2 separate regions of the Capra hircus genome follow, and region 1 is linked to region 2. Evidence: chromatin contacts called from public Hi-C data. All regions are on one chromosome and are shown on one strand. Each heading gives the region's core, a stretch centred on a gene start, on an enhancer-like site or on the middle of the called end of the contact. The rest is flanking DNA. Distances are from core to core; before and after follow the strand shown.

The links. Hi-C and Micro-C count contacts between places; a contact is called where the count stands out from the background.
Region 1: a Hi-C map of blood shows a contact between it and region 2, with 1.6 times the contacts expected there. The contact joins the enhancer-like site here to the promoter of FGGY in region 2.

Annotation. Positions count from the first base shown.
Region 1 is chr3:34,515,141-34,518,659 of ARS1.2, forward strand. All of the region lies in intron 14 of FGGY (FGGY carbohydrate kinase domain-containing protein), which reads left to right. Among named protein-coding and RNA genes, the nearest start is that of HOOK1, 120 kb to the right of the region's middle. Within about 2 kb of position 1,736, at least 2 of the 5 cell types and tissues checked have an H3K27ac peak or open chromatin away from gene starts, as enhancers often do.
Region 2 is chr3:34,081,224-34,085,295 of ARS1.2, forward strand. It overlaps FGGY (FGGY carbohydrate kinase domain-containing protein), which reads left to right and starts at 2,223. Exons shown (of 16, transcript XM_013962793.2): 1 at 2,223-2,321. It overlaps LOC102168792 (a long non-coding RNA gene), which reads right to left and starts at 2,134. Exons shown (of 3, transcript XR_309906.3): 1 at 1,949-2,134; 2 at 1,164-1,224.

The DNA of each region.
Region 1 (3,519 bases), core at 486-2,985, 430 kb after region 2:
TGGCATTTAGAGCTTTGAGAGATCCGTACCACCCTCTTTACTGGTGTTTTGTGCTAGAAGATCACTAGAGATTTAATTTCATTTATGTCACTGGATTTATTTAAAAAAAAAATAAATCAGGGGTCAGGGATGAATGCCCCATTCCTTTTTTTTTTTTTTTTTTGGTCAATTTTCACTGATTCCTTATGTGAATACCTCAAGGGTAAGAATCTAGTTTTAGTTATTTAGTTATTTCCAAATCTCCTGTCCCTAACACAGAGACTGACCTGGAGTGCTTAGTAAATATTTATATTTCATTCTACAAATACAACCTCCCCTGACGCCAACCCCCCCCCACCAGGTGCAGCAATGTGTAAAATAACCATTGTACCAGGTTTCATCCCATTTACAGTGGAGTGTAAGAGACCATTAAAAAAGTAAATCCAAATAAATATATAGTATATCTTGGATTAAGGGCTCTAAAGAGAAAAGAACAGTTTCAATGGAAGGACAAATATGAATGATTGATGAATGAAAGGAAAATGACCCCAACTGCCAACTTAAAATCTGTCTCATCTCATCTCTTTGTAAATAATTATTATTGGTATTATTTTAACTATCACAACTGCTGCCATTTCTTGAGTATCCACCACATTCCAAGCTCTGTGCTAGTACCTTCCTATTTAGTGCATCAAATTCTCAAAAGAACCTTGCTGTTTAGGCCTTCTTATCCCTTAATGGCAACCCACTCCAGTGTTCTTGCCTGGAGAATCCCAGGGACGGGGGAGCCTGGTGGGCTGCCGTCTATGGGATCGCACTGAAGCGACTTAGCAGCAGTAGCAGCAGCATCCCTTATTCCAGATGAAAAAGGAAGGCCCAAGGAAAGTAATTAACTTGTCCATGATCACAGTCAGTAAATGGGACAAATGCAAGTTGGTCTGACAGAGACTCTGCATTGAGCAAAAGGGAAAACATTCCAAAGATTATCATCAGGGATCCAACAGGGAGTCGCTGACTGAGGAACACTATATCCTACCTTGTTGCAAATGATCAATTATGTTAGGGGAGAGGAAGGAAAAAAAGAGAAAAATCTGTGTTCAAGAGTGAGAGGGAAAGGGAGGAAGATAGTATTCTTGAATTGGTCATCTTATCAGCCTCACAATAATAAGCCATCACCATGGGAACAAGAACTCTAATTAATGACAGATGTTGAGTCACTTTATAAACCACACCATCTGAATGCCGAGCTGGTGCTGTAACCCTGTCTCCCCTTTCGCAGCTGGGAGCATGCTATGGTCTTGTTGGAGAGACCCATCTTCCATGGGTGGAGCAAACTCTGGACTTGGCATCAGAAGACTTGCATCTGAGCCTCAAATCTGCCCTTTCTGAGTTCTTTTGCCTTGAACAATAAGCTCACCAAAAGTGAGAGGTGGCTATCATTAATTTTGTCATTATTATTGCTACCACTAGTAGTAGCTTTCTGAGACTCTAGATCTACAAAGTGCAATGTAACATCATCTCATCAGTTACCACACTGACAGCAAATGTCTGGCACAGACAGTGTGCTGTGTTATTTAACCGTGGTGATGCTGATGCTGGAGAAGAAAAGAAGGAAAGGGAAAGACGAAGAAAAGCAATTGCAGTGATGTGCAGTGATGTACGTGTGTAGAACTATGAAAGCTCTGAGGTGTGATACAAATGAGGGCTTTCTACTCATTGTCAAAATATTTTTGGTTAGTTCCTGGGCTGGTAGCCCATTCCTGTGTTCAGTTTTGTCAAAGGTTCTATTGTCTCTGTTCCCTTTCTGTCCAGCCCCGTGTACATGTCTCTCCTCCTTCCGGCTGTGCTGTTTCACTGGGGAAGGACAACCAAGACAAAGAATTCACAGAAATCATGAGAAAAATTTACTCAGAGCCCGAGTTCTCTATAGGCCAGGATTTCCCATAGACTGTTCTTTTGGACATTAGAAGATATTCCTGGAAATAATTCCTTTGGAAAACACTGCATTCAAGTTAACTAGGTATCTTTATAGTAAGACTTTGCATAAGAGTTTAATATATTAACATGCCTTGTGAATCTCCTAGGTTGTGGAGGCATTTAGAATACAGACTTTCCTAAATTTACTTGACCAAAAAATTAGTTTTTCATGGAGCATTTTACTTTGCTAAAGGACCAAACATTGAAAAGTGCTGCTGTAAACCCAGTCAAGACCATCACGTGTACAAGTAGTACCAGATAACAGGGTTGAAACATCCCACCAACCTTCCCATCATTCATGTGTCCATTTTACAAATTAAAAGGGCACCAATCCTGTATGTCCTTCCCTAGTGAAGGACAGGGAAGCTTGTGTGCTGTAGTCCATGGAGTCGCAAAGAGTCAGACACAACTGAGCGAGTGAATAACAATGCTATATTTGGCAGTAACTTCATGCTGGATGGTGGAGAAGCGACAAGATCCATATATTTCCACTCTTACCATCTTGGAGCTCTTGTGAGCATTTTGGGGTGATAGAGAAATTGCCTGGCAATAAAGATGCAGGTGAAGGGTGGAAACCAAGGGTGCTGTGGTAACAAGGACAGGGGCTTCTTATTCCTACTTCATACTTCAAGAGGAGTTTCCCAGAGGAAGGAACTTCTAACCTGAGATCCAAAGAACAGGAAGAACAATAGGTAACACATTGTCAATGCACTTTCCCAGGTGTTAGCAATCCTCTGGGTCAGACACAGTGAGAGTGGGGACAGGAAAGATGAGAGGAACGTGAACCAGCACATTGCTTTGGGTCTGTTGGTTCAAACTGGAATGAGTTATTAAACTCCATGGACTCAAGTGTCCAGGAGCCATAAATGGATACAAAATAGAATAACATGGCTTTTCCCCAAATGCACAGGTATCGGTAGCACCCAGGATTTTAGCTGGCTTGTGGACACTCTTTTTGTAATAGATATATATTTAATTTAACATATATTAGAAAAAGGTAACCAGAATCATACCTATGTTTTCATAGACATTTGTTGCCTAGAACAAGGCAATTTTAAAAAAAAGAAAAAAGAATTCATTCAGAATTTAGAAGAAAATATTATACTAATAATACTACACATGATACTTGAACATGGAAACAATTATGAAGATGGTATGTGAATAACTAAAATTTGTGAAGCAATAAAGTAACATGTATGAAAGTGTCTCATGCATAGAAAGTGAAAGAAGTGTTAGTTGCTCAATCGTCTCCAACTCTTTGTGGCCCCATGAACTATAACCTGCCAGGCTCCTCTGTCCATGGAATTCTCCAGGCAAGAATACTGGAGTGGGTTGCCATTCCCTTCTCCAGGGCCTCTTCTGAACCCAGGCACTGAACCCAGGTCTCCTGCATTGCAGGCATATTCTTTGCTGTCTGAGCCACCAGGGAAGCCTCATGCATAGAAGGCCCCAATAAATGCTTCCTTTCTTTCTGATTCGCTGGGCCAGCAAGTGGCAGACCCCAGGACTAAGCCAGAGCCTCAGACTCCCAGTCCAATACTCCTTCCAGGACACCTTTAACTG
Region 2 (4,072 bases), core at 973-3,472:
AGGAAACAAACCCCAAATCAAATACAAATGCCTAGTAACAGAGACATCTACAAAGGCCAGGAAGAAAACCGACATTAATTCAAGTCTCGCCAAGATGAGATCTCCTGCCATAGTTCCTAAGGCAATCAGTATATTCATTTATTCTATTCCTGAGGTACAACTGAGGAAGGTTCAGAAGCCATCTTACATGTATTCAGCTTCTAACACTTCACCAAGTATTTCTATATTTATTCCCTTATTTACTCATCACAATACTCTGGAAAGGTAAGATGAACAGGTCTTAATATTATTATTCCTATTGTATTAATATATTATGATTCACACAGGTGCCGAGAACCAGATCCTAGTACTTCCCACACTGCCAAAGAGTCCATGGTTAAAGCTTTGGCTATTTGTTGGAAATGAAGGTGAACAGTCATGGTGTAGAAGAAAGAAAATGACCCTGTGGGGGTGGGTAGAGTTGCCACCCCAAAATGTCTCTTTGGCATGCAAATTATTTAGAGCTGAAAAAATTCAAAGTCCAAGAAGACTCAGGAAAAAACTCTGATGTCCCCCCTTAGCTGCATAAATAATGCAGACAGGGAACCTCTTCCAAGAAGCGATCATAGATAAGTATAGTATGAACTAGGTATGGGAGACTGGGAGAAACCTGGAAAGGTTTTTTTTTTTTTCCTGATTCTGTTCTGTGTCCTACTGTCTCTGTGTATCCAGAAAACATTTGTTTACCAAACATTTTCTTTTCCATCTTCATGTAAACTGCCTTCTTCCCTTCTGAAAACTCAAACCACTACTCCCAACATCTTTGTCTTTTTTTTTTTAATCTTTAGTTAAGGATGGTTTTTCAGTTACTCAGTTTTACTGGGTCTTTCCCATGTACACATGTGATTAAACTTTCATTTGGTTTTCTCCCATTGATCTGTAAATTCAATTCTTAGACCAGCCAGAAGAACCTAGAGGGGTAGAAAAGAACTTCCTCCTGACAACAGCAATCCAGGAGCCCTAGGAACTAATCACATGGCCTTAGCCTCACTGAGCCAGTATCCTCACCTGTAAGACCAAGAGAAGAACATGTATTTGGGGTAGTTACGAGGAGAGCAGAGTGACTATCACACACATGGCACACACTCCAGTGCAGTGAAAGCACAGTGATTACCTAGGCTTACCTCTCAGAGCTGGTGTGTCCTTCGACAATCACTTCCTTTTACTGTGCCTTCGTCTCCTTTTCTAGGAAGATAAAGAATTTAGACTTGATAAATTACCTTCCAAATGCCAGTCCCATCAGCCTGGGAGCCTGACTTTTTAAAAGATATGGCTCAGGTTTAAGTTAAGTTTGTGGAATCTTCCCTCCTATTACTTACTGGGTGTCTCAAAACAAGCTAAAAAACCTTTCAGACTCCCTGCATCTGTAAACTAGGGACAACTAGGACCTAGCTAACTGGAAATGTAAGGATAGTGAAGATTAAATGAGATAGGTGTATCCAGGATCCACCAGACTAATTTCCTTAAAGGCTGGGACCCATTTGTAGATTTACAAACTGTGACACTTCTTCTCATTGTTGCTCACAAAATTAGATGAGTAAATTTAAATAAAGTATCAGGAATAGGATCTGGCACAAACTAAAAACATTTGATAAATATCATTAGAAGGGCTTCCCTCTTAGCTCAGTCGGTAAAGAATCTGCCTGTAATGCAGGAGACCCAGGCTCGATTCCTGGGTCAGGAAGATGCCCTGGCGAAGGATATGGCAACCTACTCTAGTATTCTTGCCTGGGAGAATCCCATGGACAGAGGAGCCTAGCAGGCCACAGTCCATGGGGTCGCAAGAGTCGAACACGACTTAGCGACTAAACCACCACCACTTTATTTTAGCAACTGTCTGCATGAGTCCTGGTGTTCAGCGCATTGTTGAAACGCAGTTACAGGATACACGCTGGACACATATACCCACCAACGGCTACGAAAAGTTTGCGTGGATAAACTCTGCTAGAAGAGCCTGCAGAGCAGGAAACTCGCGGCCTGAGAGGACAGAGCCCACTTCAGGCCTTAAGTCCCTGAGACAGTGCAAGAACTTGTTAGAGACAGGTCCACACGACTCGCCGGGCCGTAGGACCGCAGGAGCAGGCGGGGGCCAATCCCCAGCCAGGTTCAAAGGGCCAATCGTGGCACGCTTTACAAGGGCCCCGGCCGGAGGGGGCGGGGCCGCGCGCGGGGCGGGGCGGAGCCTCAGCTGCCCCCGTGGACCGCCCAGTCCAGGCCCGGTGGGGCTCCGCTCGGCAACCTGCAGAGCCCTGATAGCTAAAATGTAATTTCAGATTGGACAAGTAAGTGACCCTCCTCTCAGTCCCACGTGTGTACCAGGGCCTTTACAGAAACGCAGGCTCGCAGCGCGAACGTTCTCCAACCGGAGAGCGTATCTGGCCCAAGCCTCCCTCCCCTTTCCCGCAGTCGCCGCCTCCTCTTCCTCCTCTGACTGCCTGAGTCTTAAACGCCAGCGCCAGCCGGGCCTTTCGCCTCCGAGATCTTGTTGAGTCCCCTGTATACACTCCTGGGTGAGGCGTCCGGCCACTCAAGAGACGGGTGGGCTTTACTGCATTCCCCCAAGCTGCCTAAGATGTCTGCAACCCTGGGTCCTCTGCAGTTACTATCCAATTAATTATGTTAATTTCCTCGCTTTCCCTTCATCTCCCCAGGGTCCTCTATCACCTTATTTCAGGATATTTCCTGGTTAAGAATCCGCCAGCAGTGCGGGAGACTGAGGTTCGATCCCTGTTTTGGAAAGATCCCCTGGAGAAGGGAAAGGCTACTCACTCTCGTATTCTGGCCTGGAAATTGTCCATGGGGTCGCAAAGAGTCGGACACGACTGAGCAACTGTCACCTGGGCATTTTTGAGCCTTTTAATTTCAGTCTGGCTACTGTAAGGCATTTAAGACCTGTGTTGCTTGTAGCTTTCAACGCTTTCAGCAACTTGTGATAATATTTGAAGCGCAGTTTAGATAGTATAATGCTCTTTGGCTACAGTTATCCTGGGTAGAAACGGCCTAGGAGTATCTTTCCATTTTTATTAATGACTTTTCATTTTAAGAACAAGATGCAAAATGGTGAATTTCCCTAATCCTTAACTATATTCCACCAAAGCACTTTTCATGTCTTAACATTTGTCTCTAAAGAGTCTCTGATTTTGTCTCTAAAGAGTCAAGTCATTTACAAAATATTGAAAAGCAGTCATCATTAGATTAGTTTTTAAAATACAGTGTTAGGGGAAGGAAGTGATGATGCTTTTGAATTGCTGAGCAGTGAGAAGGCAAGCTGCCTTTTTGTTAGTGGCTGGTGTATAGAGGGTAGAGTTCTGTTTTATTCTGCTTACTTTCCCCCTCTTCCCTGTAATCCACCAAATGTGCATCCTGAAGTTGTACTTCTTAAATTGCCAGCTGGGTCTTCCAGCCTTCTGACTGCCTCCTGGTCTTCTGGGAGTTTCCTGTTAATGAGGTCCTGTCCTTTGCTTTTGACCTTGTGGCCACTGGCCTGACTCTTGGAGGGATCAGCTAAGGAGGACTTCCTGGTGGCAGGCTGAGAAAACTCTTTATTAAGGATGATTGAAGGAACCCAGAGGGTAAGAAGGCCTGGAGAGGGGAAGGGAGTCTCCCTGCTGGATTTGGAAGTCAAAACATGTGTATTGGGAGAAGGAACTAACCCAGAGGGTGGAGATCTGTGTCTTTCTGGATGAAGTTAAGTTTACTGGGCAGAGACTGGACCTTCTTCCAGGCTGTGGTATCAATAATTGTTACTATCAATAATTGTCTTTTCCTGGAATCTGGTTCCCTTTCCCTAACCTACTTCACTAAGTTCAAATCACCATCTGTTATCAGCTGGTTCTGAAAACAGTTTCAGGTAGTGAATCTTCTCCACCACCCCCCCACCTCCGAATATTTGAAATAATTATTTTACCAGAATGTACTACAGAGAGTATTCAGCCTCTTACCTGCCCCTATTTTTATAAGGTGGAATTTAGAGTCTACTCAAGTTATGTAAGGGGAGGTCACCCAAACCAGCTCTTGCGTTCATTTGTTCACT